2 separate regions of the Sus scrofa genome follow, and region 1 is linked to region 2. A link is a contact called in public promoter capture Hi-C data. All regions are on one chromosome and are shown on one strand. The core of a region is the stretch at or near the end of the contact, and the rest is flanking DNA. Distances in the headings are between cores, read along the strand shown.

Evidence for each region. Promoter capture Hi-C pulls out the DNA fragments that hold promoters and counts their contacts.
Region 1: a contact with region 2 is called in a promoter capture Hi-C map of liver, with 2.2 times the contacts expected there. The contact joins the promoter of COX7A2 here to the promoter of SENP6 in region 2. A contact is called at or near these places in 1 of 5 promoter capture datasets (liver) and 1 of 2 datasets of contacts at active chromatin or transcription factors (alveolar macrophages).

What each region holds. Positions count from the first base shown.
Region 1 is chr1:90,691,178-90,698,165 of Sscrofa11.1, forward strand. COX7A2 (COX7A2 protein) reads left to right here and starts at 5,569. Exons shown (of 4, transcript NM_001097484.1): 1 at 5,569-5,665. The coding sequence starts at 5,648.
Region 2 is chr1:90,298,185-90,304,348 of Sscrofa11.1, forward strand. It overlaps SENP6 (sentrin-specific protease 6), which reads right to left and starts at 1,797. Exons shown (of 24, transcript XM_021092294.1): 1 at 1,547-1,797. The coding sequence starts at 1,598.

The DNA of each region.
Region 1 (6,988 bases), core at 4,319-6,818, 400 kb after region 2:
GTTTAGGCTGACAGCTGCAGCTCTGATTCAACCCCTAGCCTGGGAACTTCCATATGCCGCAGGTGCAGCCCTAAAAATAAATAAGTGTAACTGGGTCCCCATGCTGTACAATGGGGAAAAGAAAAAAAAAAAAAGTATGTTGGAAATAACAATAAACAATAAAATAAATAAATACACTCTTGGTAATATTCTTTTCCATCATGTCTATCCCAGGATAGACCATGGATATAGTTCCCTGTGCTGTACATTAGGACCTCCTTGTCTACCCATTCTAAATGTAATAGTTTGCATCTACCATCCCCAAACTTCAAGTCTGTCCCACTCCCCTTCCAGTCCCTTTAGATTGCAGCTTCCTCTGTCTTGCTCAGCCATATCCCATCTGCTGTTTTCCAGAAATCTGTAAAAATTGCTTTTCCATTTCCTTCTCTTTATGCCTGTCTTTTTAACAAGTGTTTTTCAGACTAGCATATAGTAAACTACTTCTTGGACTTGTAGTATACAGTTTTCTTGAATGTTAACACATTATTGTCTTGGGTAACCGTCATAGGCTAGCATCATAGCAACACTGAGACCACCCCACACCTGCTTTCCACTTTTAAACCTTCTCCCAACCCATATCCCCAATCAGCTGCTGACCTCTTTTCCATCCCCATAGTTTTGTCTTCTGGAAAATCATACATGGAGTCATATCGTATCTAAGGTATTGAAACTGGCTCCTTTTACTCAGCGTGATACTTTTGAGATTCATTTTAAGTTGATGTCTCTAATAGTACTTCATACTCTTGATTTCTTTTCTTTCATTCTACCAGAGTGAGAGGGAGAAGAGACAGACTCTTGGGGCCAATCCACTATCTTAGAACCACCTTGAAGACCTCTTGGTGATTACATAAAAAACAAAAAAAGTCTATACTTCAGGGGATGTGAATGGAGGCTTCTCTGTATGTTACAGGCATTTAAATGCAGGGTGATGTGAAAGAAGATTGAACTCACTATACATCAGTTTTTATCTTATTTTATTTTTTTAGGGCTGGATACTTTTAAGGCCAGCATATGGAAGTTCCCAGGCTAGGGGTTGAATTGGAGCTGCAGCTGCAGGCCGACGCCACAGCCACAGCAACGCCTTGTCTGTGACCTACACCACAGCTCTCGGCAACACTGGATCCGTAACCCACTGGTTGGGGCCAGGGATCAAACCTGCATCCTCATGGATCCTAGTCGGATTCCTCACTGCTGAGCCACAACAGGAACTACCCCCGTACTACTTTTCTTGTCATGACTGAACGCCACTTTGTTTCAAGAGAGAGAACTGCAGCAATAATAGCTTTACAATTATATGTTAAGTTGCACTTGAATCATTGATCTAAAATAATCCCTGGGGTGTGTGCTCTCTGTCCTTTTTAACAACAAAGCTTGTAAAAGTGCTGTTTATATTTTAATGACCTCTTCAGCTTCAGCCAGGCCTTCACCCCACTATTGCTCTGTGGTCTCTTCCCTCTCAGTCTGCGTCTGAGAAAGTTTCAGTAGAAAGAATATGGTTTTTAGAATCAGGCTGACCTGGCTTTTTATTATACAAACTGTTAGAGATTATTTAATCCCCTCAACCACTGACATTACCATTTCCTTGTCAGTAAAATGGGGATTTTAATACCCACTTGACAGATTTTGTTTTGAGGAATAAGGGAATTGGGAGATGATCAGCACTTAATATGAAGTACAGAAAAATGGCACTCAACAGTTCCCTCTCCTTTTTGTCAAATCAGATGAACTCGCCCATCCTAGCCTGGGGTTTTTCTCATCATTCCTCGATGTAGTGAATGGAATGACGAACTGTTTTAACAGTTAAGTCTGAAATCTTGCTCTCCTCTCTTAATTTCCCAGTCCAGTAAGTCATGACATTTTTGTTGATTTTTGGAGGTATTTCCTCGTTGTTGGCTGTCATCTCATCCACTTATCTACATCTCTTTGGCTTCATCTCTTTTGCTGCTGACTTATTTCAGGTTTTCTTTTTTACTTGGATGAAAGTGCCGCTAATGGACTCTGTCTCAAATAACTCATATTGAATCCAGCCTTTCACTACTACCAGAATGACCTTGAAATAGAGTTTGGATTCTTGACCTTTTGCCATTTAAACCTTTAAATGGCCCTAAGGCACCTTCCGGATAAAATTTAAATTCATCATTAAAATCTCACTCCTCTCTTCCACTGTTGCCTCATACCTCCATTTGTTCTTCTGCCAAACCCAACTATTTGATTGCAGTTCTCCAAGATCTGTTCACCATCTCTCTTTTTTTTTTTTTTTTTTTTCTTTTTGTCTTTTTAGAGATGCACCCAAGGCTTATGGAAGTTCCCAGGCTAGGAGTTAAATCGGAGTTGCAGCCACTGGCCTACGCCACAACCACAGCAATGCCAGATCTGAGCTGTGTCTATGACCTACACCGCAGTTCATGGCAACACTGGATCCTTAACCCACTGAGTGAGGCCATGGATCAAACCCACATCCTCATGGATCCTAATTGGGGTCATTTTCTACTGAACCATGATGGGAACTCCTCTAATAATTTTCTTATATTACAAAAGAACCTCAAGCTAATGTTTTGGAAAGGAAACTACTTTGAAATCAACTGTTCTGCTTTAGAGGGTGAATTTACAAACCAGGTCCCAGGTTGCAAGTGTACCTGGGAAGTAAGTTTGATAGGCATCCAGCTAAATTTCAGCCATATTTTCCTGTCAAGAAAATCATGATTTACAGAGCAAGGGGATAGTGAGTGAGGAACACTGGGACTGAAGAGTGTTTGAAAGGAGTACAAGTATTAAAAAAGATTTTGTGAATTTTTCTACTCAACGAAATGAGTTCACTCTTTCGTGCAGTGTTACTATTCGCTCAATCAATAGTTACTAAGCATTTCTTAGCGCCTGTTACTATTCTGGGTGCTGGGGATACAGCAGTGAACAAAGCCTTTTTTTTTTTTTTTTTTTTTTTTGTCTTTTTAGCACCACACTGCTGCCATATGGAGGTTCCTAGGCTAGGGGTCGAATCAGAGCTGTGGCTGCTGGCTTACACCACAGCCACCGCAACGCAGGTTCTGAGCCTTGTCTGTGACCTACACCACAGTTCACGACAATGCTGGAATGTTAACTCACTCACTGAGCGAGGTCAAGGATCGAACCCACATCCTCATGGATACTAGTCGGGTTCATTAACTGCTGAGCCATGATGGAAACTCTGAACAAAGTAATATTAAGCAGAGTCATTATCTAACATAATTTAAGTCCTTAAAAGGATCACTGCTGTGTGGAAGGCAGACTGAATGAATGGAAGAGTAGAAGCAGGGAAACCAGTTTCAAAGGCTTTTGCAGTAATGTAAGCAAGAGGTGATAGCTTGACCTGGAGTGGTGGTAGCAGTGGAGGTAGGTGGTCATATTCAGATTATTTAAAAGTGCAGCCAACAGAATTTTCTTTGAGATTAGTTACAGGTTATGACAGAAAACAGCCAAAGTTGGGGGCTTGAAATAAAGAAAATGGAAGAGAAGGCTTGGAAATAAGGATTGGAAAGTAGACTTCAGTTTTGGTTGTTAAGTTTGGGATTCCTATTAGACATCTAAATAGATGTCTGGGGATAAAGGGAAAGGTCAGGCTGGAGAGCTGTTCACACACAGAAGGTATTTCATGGCATTGGACGAAATCACAAAAGGGATGCTTGTAGGAAGAATGTGGTCCTCTGAAATTTAGAAATGAAGTGGATGAGTATCCAGGAAGGGAAACCAATAGCAGCTGCTGAACTAGTACCCCCTGCAAGAGTAGTGTTTGGCAGTCTCCTTAAGACCATGTTTCAAACTGTACAGACCTTACACCCTATTACATATATGGTTTATTTCCAAACTAAACCCTGAAGGGATATTGTGAGGGAATGATTAGCTGTTAAATGTTGCTGATAGATGAAAAAGATGAAAACTGATACTGACAGTTCAAAAATTAGGAGTGGAAGGGAAGACAAGTATAAAGCTGTTTTTATGTTGAAGAAGCAAAATGGTAAAAAGTAAAAGGAGGTCTGTTTAATTTGGGGATGTGCTCATATGCTCATGGAATGATCCAGTAAAGGGGAGAGTTGTAGTGACAAGAATATAAGGATGTGTATCTACTTTGGAATCTATTTCGTGTGATTCTTTGGTTCTTTGGGGGCAGAAACATAGTGTCCTGGACCTGTTACCTATTATATAGCGTTAATTCATCTGTTGGTTAGTAGATTACCTCTGTTAAGCAGTCCTAGGGGAGTGGTAAGAAACTCACATAATCTCTGTTTTTGAGAAGTTTACTATCTAGTTGGCTAGATAAAACATAAGAGCCTATACAACTTTAACAATTTCAAATTACAGACAGTCCATTTTAAAAAAATCAATATGCCCCAGCTATTGGCATCTGGTAATTGTCCCCAAGAATTTGATGACAATGCATAATAGAGTGGAGAATAAACCAGGTCCTTTTCATCCCAATCTGGGGAAGAGATGAATTGGGTATTTGCAATTTATAAATAATTAGGTATTAAAGTTGGTGAGGAAAAGAACTTGAAATGGGACCAGGTAACTTGGTAGTTTTAACCCTAAAGATTAGAAGGAATAATAATTTCAATATTACTGATTTTATCTGCACATTTCATCTATGCTGAACACATATATAATCTATTTGAAATGCCAATGGAATAATTAAGAGTTTGTTTAAAAGGTGTGAAGATATTTATTGTAGTGCAGGGTAGATGGTTTTATATTTATACCTGCTTAGGGTGGGCACTTAGAAGGTGGCATTATTTAAGCACGATTGATATCGGTACAGTCATTGCTGGGCCTAGCAACTCTCTACATGGAAAGTGCCCTGCTAGACTGAGACAGCAAGATCTTTCATCCCATGTCTGGTGTCTCGATTAAAATCTCCTCCTCTTTTCAGCGCTTCCCAAGACTCAGAAACGAGCGAAGTTTCCACAATTCCGCGACCCTGTCTGTGGAAGTGCCGCTTGCACGAGCAGCTCCGCAGCCTCCAAAGGTCTGGGATGAAAACTATTATCCCGCCGCAGCTTTTCACAGCCGCCTCTGCACAAGGAACGGTAATGCCCCCCAACCGTGCCTTCGGTGGAGAAAACTGATTGTATTCGTGTAAGAGGAGTTATCCTTTCTATTTTGCATTTCATCCAGCTCCACAGTTTATAGAGTTTGGCCAAACTAGTGTTCTAAAGAGTGGCGCAAAGGCTGCTCAGAGTTTTACGCCTTCCCGTTCAAAACACACACATAATGTTCTGCGGTAGCCTGGTCTCACAGTGATTTTGTCTAAGCTGTATAGAAGAGTACTGAGGGCTCATTCCCCGCCTCTCTGATGTCAAAAGCATTTGCTCCTCCCCAGGTGGAGCTCTCGGGAAGCTCCGGAGTGAGATCGAGGCATCGAGACATACAGCGCACCGCCTATATCAGTCACAGCCACTCGGCCGCTCTTTCGCTCCTTCCGCGGTCTTCGGTTGAAGGAGCGCAAGCCCCGCCTCCGCCCGGAAGCACTAGTTTTCCAGGCGCTTGCGCGAGACCTGAGGGTAGTTCCGCTTCCGGTGTGTGGGTTGCCGTTCGTGGTATTCAGTTATCGCGGTTGGTGGGTCGTGACTGAGCCAAGATGCTGCGGAATCTGCTGGTGAGGGCCATCTCGGCCGGCCTTCGTGATGTGGGGTGGGAGGGTTGGGAGCGGAGGCTGAAGGGAAGAGACAGAAAAGCCTCTCCTGAGGGGAAAAGAGAGGGAGAGGGCGGCTTGGGTCCGTGTCCTTTCCGGTGACCTTACTCTTTCCGTCTGTGCATCCGTCTCGACCCCGCTGTGCTGGGTAGTTGCAGGGGAGGGGGCGAGGCTGAAGAGGTGCCCGGAGTTCTGTGCGTTAGACAAACCTTGGCTTCTTGGTCGCATCCCTAACGTTGTCGGTCCAGGTGAGAAGTTCCTGAGACTCGATAGCGTCAGACCCAAAGTTGCTCTGATAGTGAAAGGGTGCAGTCTCAGGCGTTCTGAGCTTCGCAAGCATGAGAAGGCAGTTTAAAATGCAAATCATTCAATTTTGTCCGGGACTTAAGGAGCATTCGCAGCCTAAGGGTTGGGTTGCTTCCATCAGGCGCTTCTTCAGTGTCCTTCACTCCCCCACCGACTTTGAGCAGGTGAAATATTTTCCCAAAATTTTGAAAAAAAGAGAAAATGTAACAGTGATTATCCAGTAAGGCTTTACTTCTCAATATGTCATTTATTTTAGAAAGTGGAGTGCCTATTTTATTATTTAACTGGATATGTAATGTAAGTCGCTTTTTTGGTAAGACTTACACAGGAAATGTAATGAGGAAAGCATTTCAATGAAGCAGGAACCATGCCAGTTTATTTTGATGTCAAGTAATAGGTTTTTAATAATGGTAAGTATTAAAAAAAAAAAAAAAAAAAGACTTTGGGAGTTTCCATTATGCCACAGCGGAAACGAATCTGACTAGGAACCATGAGGTTGCGGATTGGATCCCTGGCCTTGCTCAGTGGGTTAAGGGTCCGGCGTTGCTGTGAGTTGTGGGCTACGTCGCAGACGCGGCTCCGGATCCTGCGTTGCTGTGGGTCTGGCATAGGCTGGCAGCTACAGTTCAGATTAGACCCCTTAACCTGGGAACCTCCATATGCTGCGGGTGCGGCCCTAAAAGGACAAAAGACAACAACAACAAAAAAGACTTTGACCTTAGTGTATTTTGTAACCAGTCTTTATTTTTTATTTTTAGTTTTTTTGTCTTTTTGCCGTTTCTTGGGCCGCCCCCATGGCATATGGAGGTTCCCAGGCTAGGGGTCGAATCGGAGCTGTAGCCACTGGCCTACACCAGAGCCACAGCAACGCGGGATCCCAGCTGCGTCTGCAACCTACACCACAGCTCCTTAACCCACTGAGCAGGGCCAGGGATCGAACCCGCAACCTCATGGTTCCTAGTCAGATTTGTTAACCACTGA
Region 2 (6,164 bases), core at 547-3,046:
AGAAGGTAGAAGAGAAGAAATATGAAATGAACCCAGAAAAACTTAGAAGCTTTCCACATCTTCTTTATACGAGTTCCATATAAGACTGTCATCGTTTTTACATAGAGAACAGATTTGTGGTTGCCAAGGGGGAGTGGAGTGGGCGAAGGAAGGACTGGGAATTTGGGACTAGCAGATGCAAACTATTATATATAGGATGGATAAAAAACAAGATCCTACTGTATAGCACAGAGAACTATATTCAATATCCTGTGATAAACCATAGTGGAAAAGAAAAGGAAAAAGAACATATACGTGTATAACTAGATCACTTTGCTATACAGCACAAATCAGCACAACACTGTAAATCAACTACTTTTTTAATTAAAAAAAAAAACCCTCATTTTAAAATAAAGGCCGGGTTGCATACCAAAGTAAAATTTCCTTTGCTCTTCTAATACTCAAGAAAGAATTAAGAAAATTAAGATTTCTTTTCCCATTCACCTCTATTAGTACCTATTTGTTCATCAGACTCATACTGAGTACCCACTGTGCTTCAGGCACAGTTGAAAATTTAACATAGCATACTCATTCTTCAACACCCTCTTAGAGGTACTGGGACCACAGATAAGTTGTACCTTCTCAATACAGAATTGTCTCTAGTTATTTTTAAAGAATTGCTTATACTCCATATGAAAATCATCTTTGCAAAATGACCCAGAGTAATCTTTTTTTAACAATCACTGCACAGTGGATAGACCCACTCTCCTGAATGTATTTATAAACCCAATTACCAGCATGAACAGCGAACCCAGAGTCAAATTAAGCGAAGAACAGTAGAGTTCCTGATCCACAACTACGACGAATTTCGCTGTATTTGGAGGGTACTGACCTAGGTAGGCCAAGAGTCAACATTGCTACCCATTCCCTCCATTCCAACAACAACAGGGAGCTTTTCCTAAGAATGGCTTAGTCCGTCTGCAGCAAATGTTTAACTTTTCCTCACGAGTGAAATAAAATGGAACCACGCAAACTCTGTTTGCTGGGGTCACTGTCCCCAAATTGACACTGTGAAGCCCGTTCTCTTTTTCGCTGCTGAATTATTTTATCAAATACGTTCAGCAAAACACGTTTCGTGAGATTAGCAGACAGGGCCAGGCCTGCAAAAAAGGAAGCCCGACGCTCTGAGGACAGAAGAACCAGGGAAACCACCGCCCCCCCAACTCAGACAGGCCCCCGACTTGACCCAACCTGAGCAACTGCAAACTTTCCACGGATCCGGACAAGACCCGCGTACAATCTGCTCTCGGACTCAGGCCGCCACAGAAAAACCCAGACTTTCCGGGGACCCGGCTGCGCGCCGCCAAGGCCCCAGCCCTCCGCCATCCCTCGGCCTCCCCGCTCCCCCGGCCCAGCGGCCTCGAACCTGGGGCGCTCGCCGCTCCCCGCCCCCGGCCCCTGTGCCACCCCCGGCCCCACCCGGCGGCCTAACCGAAGCTCCGGGCATCGTGGCCACGGTTCCCCGAACTTCCCCACCCCCACTACACCGGGGCAGACAGAGCGGTACCTTCCAGAAAAGTGATCTCCCCGGTGCTGCCGTCGCTCTTGCCCGCCGCCATCTTCCTCCTCCCACGCCGCCGCCGCCTCAGTCCATGGCCCAGCCCGCCGCCGCGCTCGCCGGGACGCGGGCCCGTGCCGCAGGGAGGGAGCCGCCGCAGGGCTGCGGGCCTGGCCCTCGGCCGTCAGGCGGGCGGCGCTGCCCCGGCAGGAGGGCCACACAGAGGCCGGCGGGCGCTCACGGGCCTCTCCGCGGGCTGGCGGGCGGCGAGGCCCGCGGCTTGCGCTGCTCAGGCCCCTCCCGGAGAATGCGAGCGGCGGCGGCGGCGGCGGCGCTTCCCGGGCCCGGTGCCTCTCGGCCCGCGACTCCCCATCCACCGGCCCCCGCGGCCGCCTGAGACGCCCCCCGGCCTCGGGCCCGCGGGAAGAGGGGCTGAGGGCGAGCAAGCGAACACGCCTCCCCCAGGCCGGGCCGTAAAATGGCCGCGCCGGGGCGGCGAGGGCTCCGCGACCCGCAGGCGCCCCGGGCCCTCTGCTCCCTCTGCAGCCGCCGCCGCCGCCGCTACGGCCGCCCGCCCACTCCGCCCAGACGCGAATGCATCAGCAGAGGCCTCTGCGACTGGCCGTGCGGGTAGGGGTGGGTCCCCTTTGCCACCGCCTCGCGTCCGTCGCCACAGCAGCTCCGGCCGCCGCCGCCGCCGCTCCTCCCCCACGGGCGCCGCCGCCGCCGCCGCCCGGCTCCCGAGCCGCCCGCCCCGCCTGCCGCCCAGCGCGGCGCCCCCAGGAGCCGGGCTCGCTCGCAGGCCGAGCGCGCCGCGGATCCGTATCGAGCCCGCCGCGTGGCGCCTGCCGCCCGCCTCTCGCCGGCCCCTCGCGGCGCGCACTCGGCCACGGCACTTTCCCACTAAGTCGGGAGCGACCTGGGGCTCGAGCGCGGCCCCGCCGGGCCGGTGACGCCCTTGGCTCCCTTGGCACCGCGATGGCCTGAGGAAGGTTCTGGGTTCATGGCCCCGAGTGTAAACCGTAGCCGACCGCGGAGAAAAGGTAGCATGAGGCAGTGCTATCACAGGTGTGCAAAGTGATTGCTGATCCTTGTCCATTTTCAAAGAAGAATCCATCAGGGACGATGCTACCCTACCCTTTGGTGACAGTGCTGAAAAAAAAGTCTTCTACCGAGACTTCAGAACCCTAACCGGCCCCCACCAGTCAGGGCTCGGGATTAAGGTGACCATGTCATCTTTGCTCTCCTCCTTGGCGCTTTTTTTTTTTTTTTTTTAATTATAAAAATACGGCATGTTCAGGAATGAAAATTTGGACAATATAGAAAAGGAAAGAGGTTAGACATCGTCCCACCATCGAAACTCCACTCCTTTCGGTGTGTAGTCCTCTAACCTAATATTTTTCTTAAATCCCTCGCTATCCCTCTTGAAAAAAAATAACAATTTATGCTCTATCTCAAGGAAAGTTAAACAGCTAGTAAAATGATAAGAGAAAACCTATGGTTTAGTGCAAACTTTGGTGAATGCAACCAGCCGGTTTAGTTGTCCTGATAACCAAAGAATAAGTGGAAAAATTTTTTGTTTAAAACTTCTGTTAAAAATCTCTTCCTAAAATGAAAGAATAGTCTTTCCTGATTGATAAGAGTAATATAATGAATATAATTTATTATCATTTGCTATTTTTGTGGCTTGAGGATACAGCCTATCCACATCCAGTAGTGATGCTGTATGACATGGAGTCTGTGCCAGTGACAGTTGCAATACCAAGGCAGCTGTGGGCGATTAAATTCGTTTGTACAGACTCCAAAATGCAGTTTTGAAAAGGAATCTCTGATTTTAAAATGGAAGAAGGTACCAGAATCTGTTTTAACAATAGCTTCCTCTGGAAGCTGGAAAAGGCAAGGAAACATTCTCCCCTAGAGCTTCCAGAAGGCAAAACTGCTTGCTGTCTGGCTATTATCCCAGTGAGACGGATGTTGGATCCCTGACTTTACGGAATTGTAAGATAATAAATTTCTAAGTTGCTGAAGTCCACCATTTTATTTTTAAATAGTGTTAAATTCAGGTCATCTTGAGAAAACTCTGTAATTCCAACTTTAAAAGAGAAATATAGATTAAACCAGTGGTTCTCAAATGTTAGCATGCATCCAACTCACCTGAAAAGGCTTGTTAAAATAAAACACATTGATCTACCTCTTTGTTAGAGTTTCTGAGTCAGTGGGTCTGGACTGGGCCTTCAAATTTGCATTCAGCAAGCCAAAGTTCCAGAGGATCAAACCTCTGCCACAGCAGTAACCCAAGCCACAGCAGTGACAATGCAGTTTTTAACCACTAGAGCACCAGGGGACTCCAGAATTTGCATTTTTAGCAAGTTCCTAGGTGATCCAGAGGCAGCTGATCAGGGAACCACACTATGAAAACCTCTAAATTAAAGTCTCTAAATTCCTTTCTAGTTCAGTCATGCTTGTCTTTGAATCTACAATTGCAAGTGAAATTATCAGTTTCTACTATCAGGTATAAGATTATTTTCAGAAATCACTGTTTTTCTATATGAATATGATCAACAAAGATTTGACAGTATAGATATCCCTTTACCAGGATTCAGGGCCTAGAAAACTTCAGATTTATGACATATCCCTGAAACTCAGATGTGTTTAGTATATTACATATACAAATATATATTTAGTATGCTTACAAATATTTAACTATTAGCCCTTTCTTATACATACATTTTGAAGCTCTAGGATGTTACTGAAAATGCCTTTGGATGTTAGAAATATGACTAATTAGAGTTCCCGTTGTGGCGCAGTGGTTGACGAATCCAACTAGGAACCATGAGGTTGTGGTTCGGTCCCTGCCCTTGCTCAGTGGGTTAACGATCTGGCGTTGCCGTGAGCTGTGGTGTAGGTTGCAGACGCGGCTCAGATCCCGCGTAGGCCGGTGGCTACAGCTCCGATTCGACCCCTAGCCTGGGAACCTCCATATGCCGTGGGAGCAGCCCAAGAAATGGCAAAAAGACAAAAAAAAAAAAAAAAAAAAAAAAAAAAAAAAAAAAAAAGAAGGAAAGAAATATGACTAATTACAAAACCAATTGTCTGAGTTATCCATTCAATTTTTTTTTTTCTTGGTCTTTTTTCCTTTTAGGGCTCCACCCGAGGCATATGGAGGTTCCCAGGCTAGGGGTCTGATCAGAACTACAGCTGCCAGCCTACGCCAGAGCTACAGCAACGCCAGACTCAGGCTGCATCTGTGACCCACATCACAGCTCACAGCAATGCTGGATCCTTAACCGACTGAGCAAGGCCAGGGATCAAACCTGAAACCTCATGGTTCGTAGTCTGATTCGTTTCCTCTGCGCCACAATGGGAGCTCCTATCCATTCAATTTTTATTAAAGGCCTCTCATATCTTCATTGTTTACATTTGGCAAATCCCATTCAAGTATTAGCTAAGCTGTTTTTTTTTTTGTTGTTGTTTGTTTGTTTTCTTTTTAGGGCCTCACTTGAGGCATTTGGAGGTTCCCAGGCTAGGGGTCAAATCTGAGAATATCAAGAATGCCCCCAGGATTTGTTTGTTTGTGTTTGTTTTGGTTTTGGTTTTTGCCCGAGGCATGCAGAATTTCCCAGGCGTGAGGAATTTCTCAGGCCAGGCATTGAACTGGGAGCCACAGCAGTGACCAGACCTGGTAACAACACCAATCCTTAATTCACTGCTGAACCACAAGGGAGCTCCTAGGAATCATTCTTGATCCTTTCTCTCTCTTTCTTTTTCAGATTAAATCTACTTCCTGAATATATCTTGAATATGTACATATTTTTCCCAGTCCCAATGGCCCCACCTTAGTCCTAGCCACTATCATCTCTTGCCATTACAGCAGTAATAACTGCTTCAAGCAGGCCATTCCTTAATCTCGCTGCCCCTCCTTTAATCCATTTCCCACACCAAAGCCACAATAATCTTTTTTTAAAAAATGCAAATCAGATCAAAACATTTGTGTCTAAAATCATTCAAATATTTCCCATTGCTCTTAGGATAAAGTCCTAAACCTTTAATTGATCTACCACACCCTCCCTACATCACTAGCCTCACCTGGTACCATTTTCACCTCTTAGTTAAGCTCCAGCCACCTTGTACTTCTTTCAGTTCCTCAAATACTTCATTTTCTTTTCTACTTTAGAGCCTTTAAATGTGTTTTACCCTTCATCTGCAATACACTTTATGTCTTGCACCAGTAGGTTAACAAATATCTGCTGAATGAAAAAACAAATAAACATACCATACTTCAAATTATCTTTCTCAAGGAAACTTCAGAGTCGTACAACCCAGACTCTTTAGAGACCTGTCTAATACAATCCTTCCTGAGGTCCAGAGAATGTCTTTGCCCCAACAAACATTGTGGTTGAAATTTAATCCTAAAAAGGATCAGCAATCTAGGTATGATCCTAGGGCTTGGCTTTGAAGATTATGCTGAAATAACTTGAGCCAGGAACTGACAGAAGGAAGAGTTGAGCTGATAGTAGATAGGTAATAACACAGCTTCCTCTCTGTCTATGGCTACAAATTCTTCTTTTGCATCACAGCTGGTGTTTCCTCTATTTTAGCCAGATATAAAATGCTGTGTATAAAACTA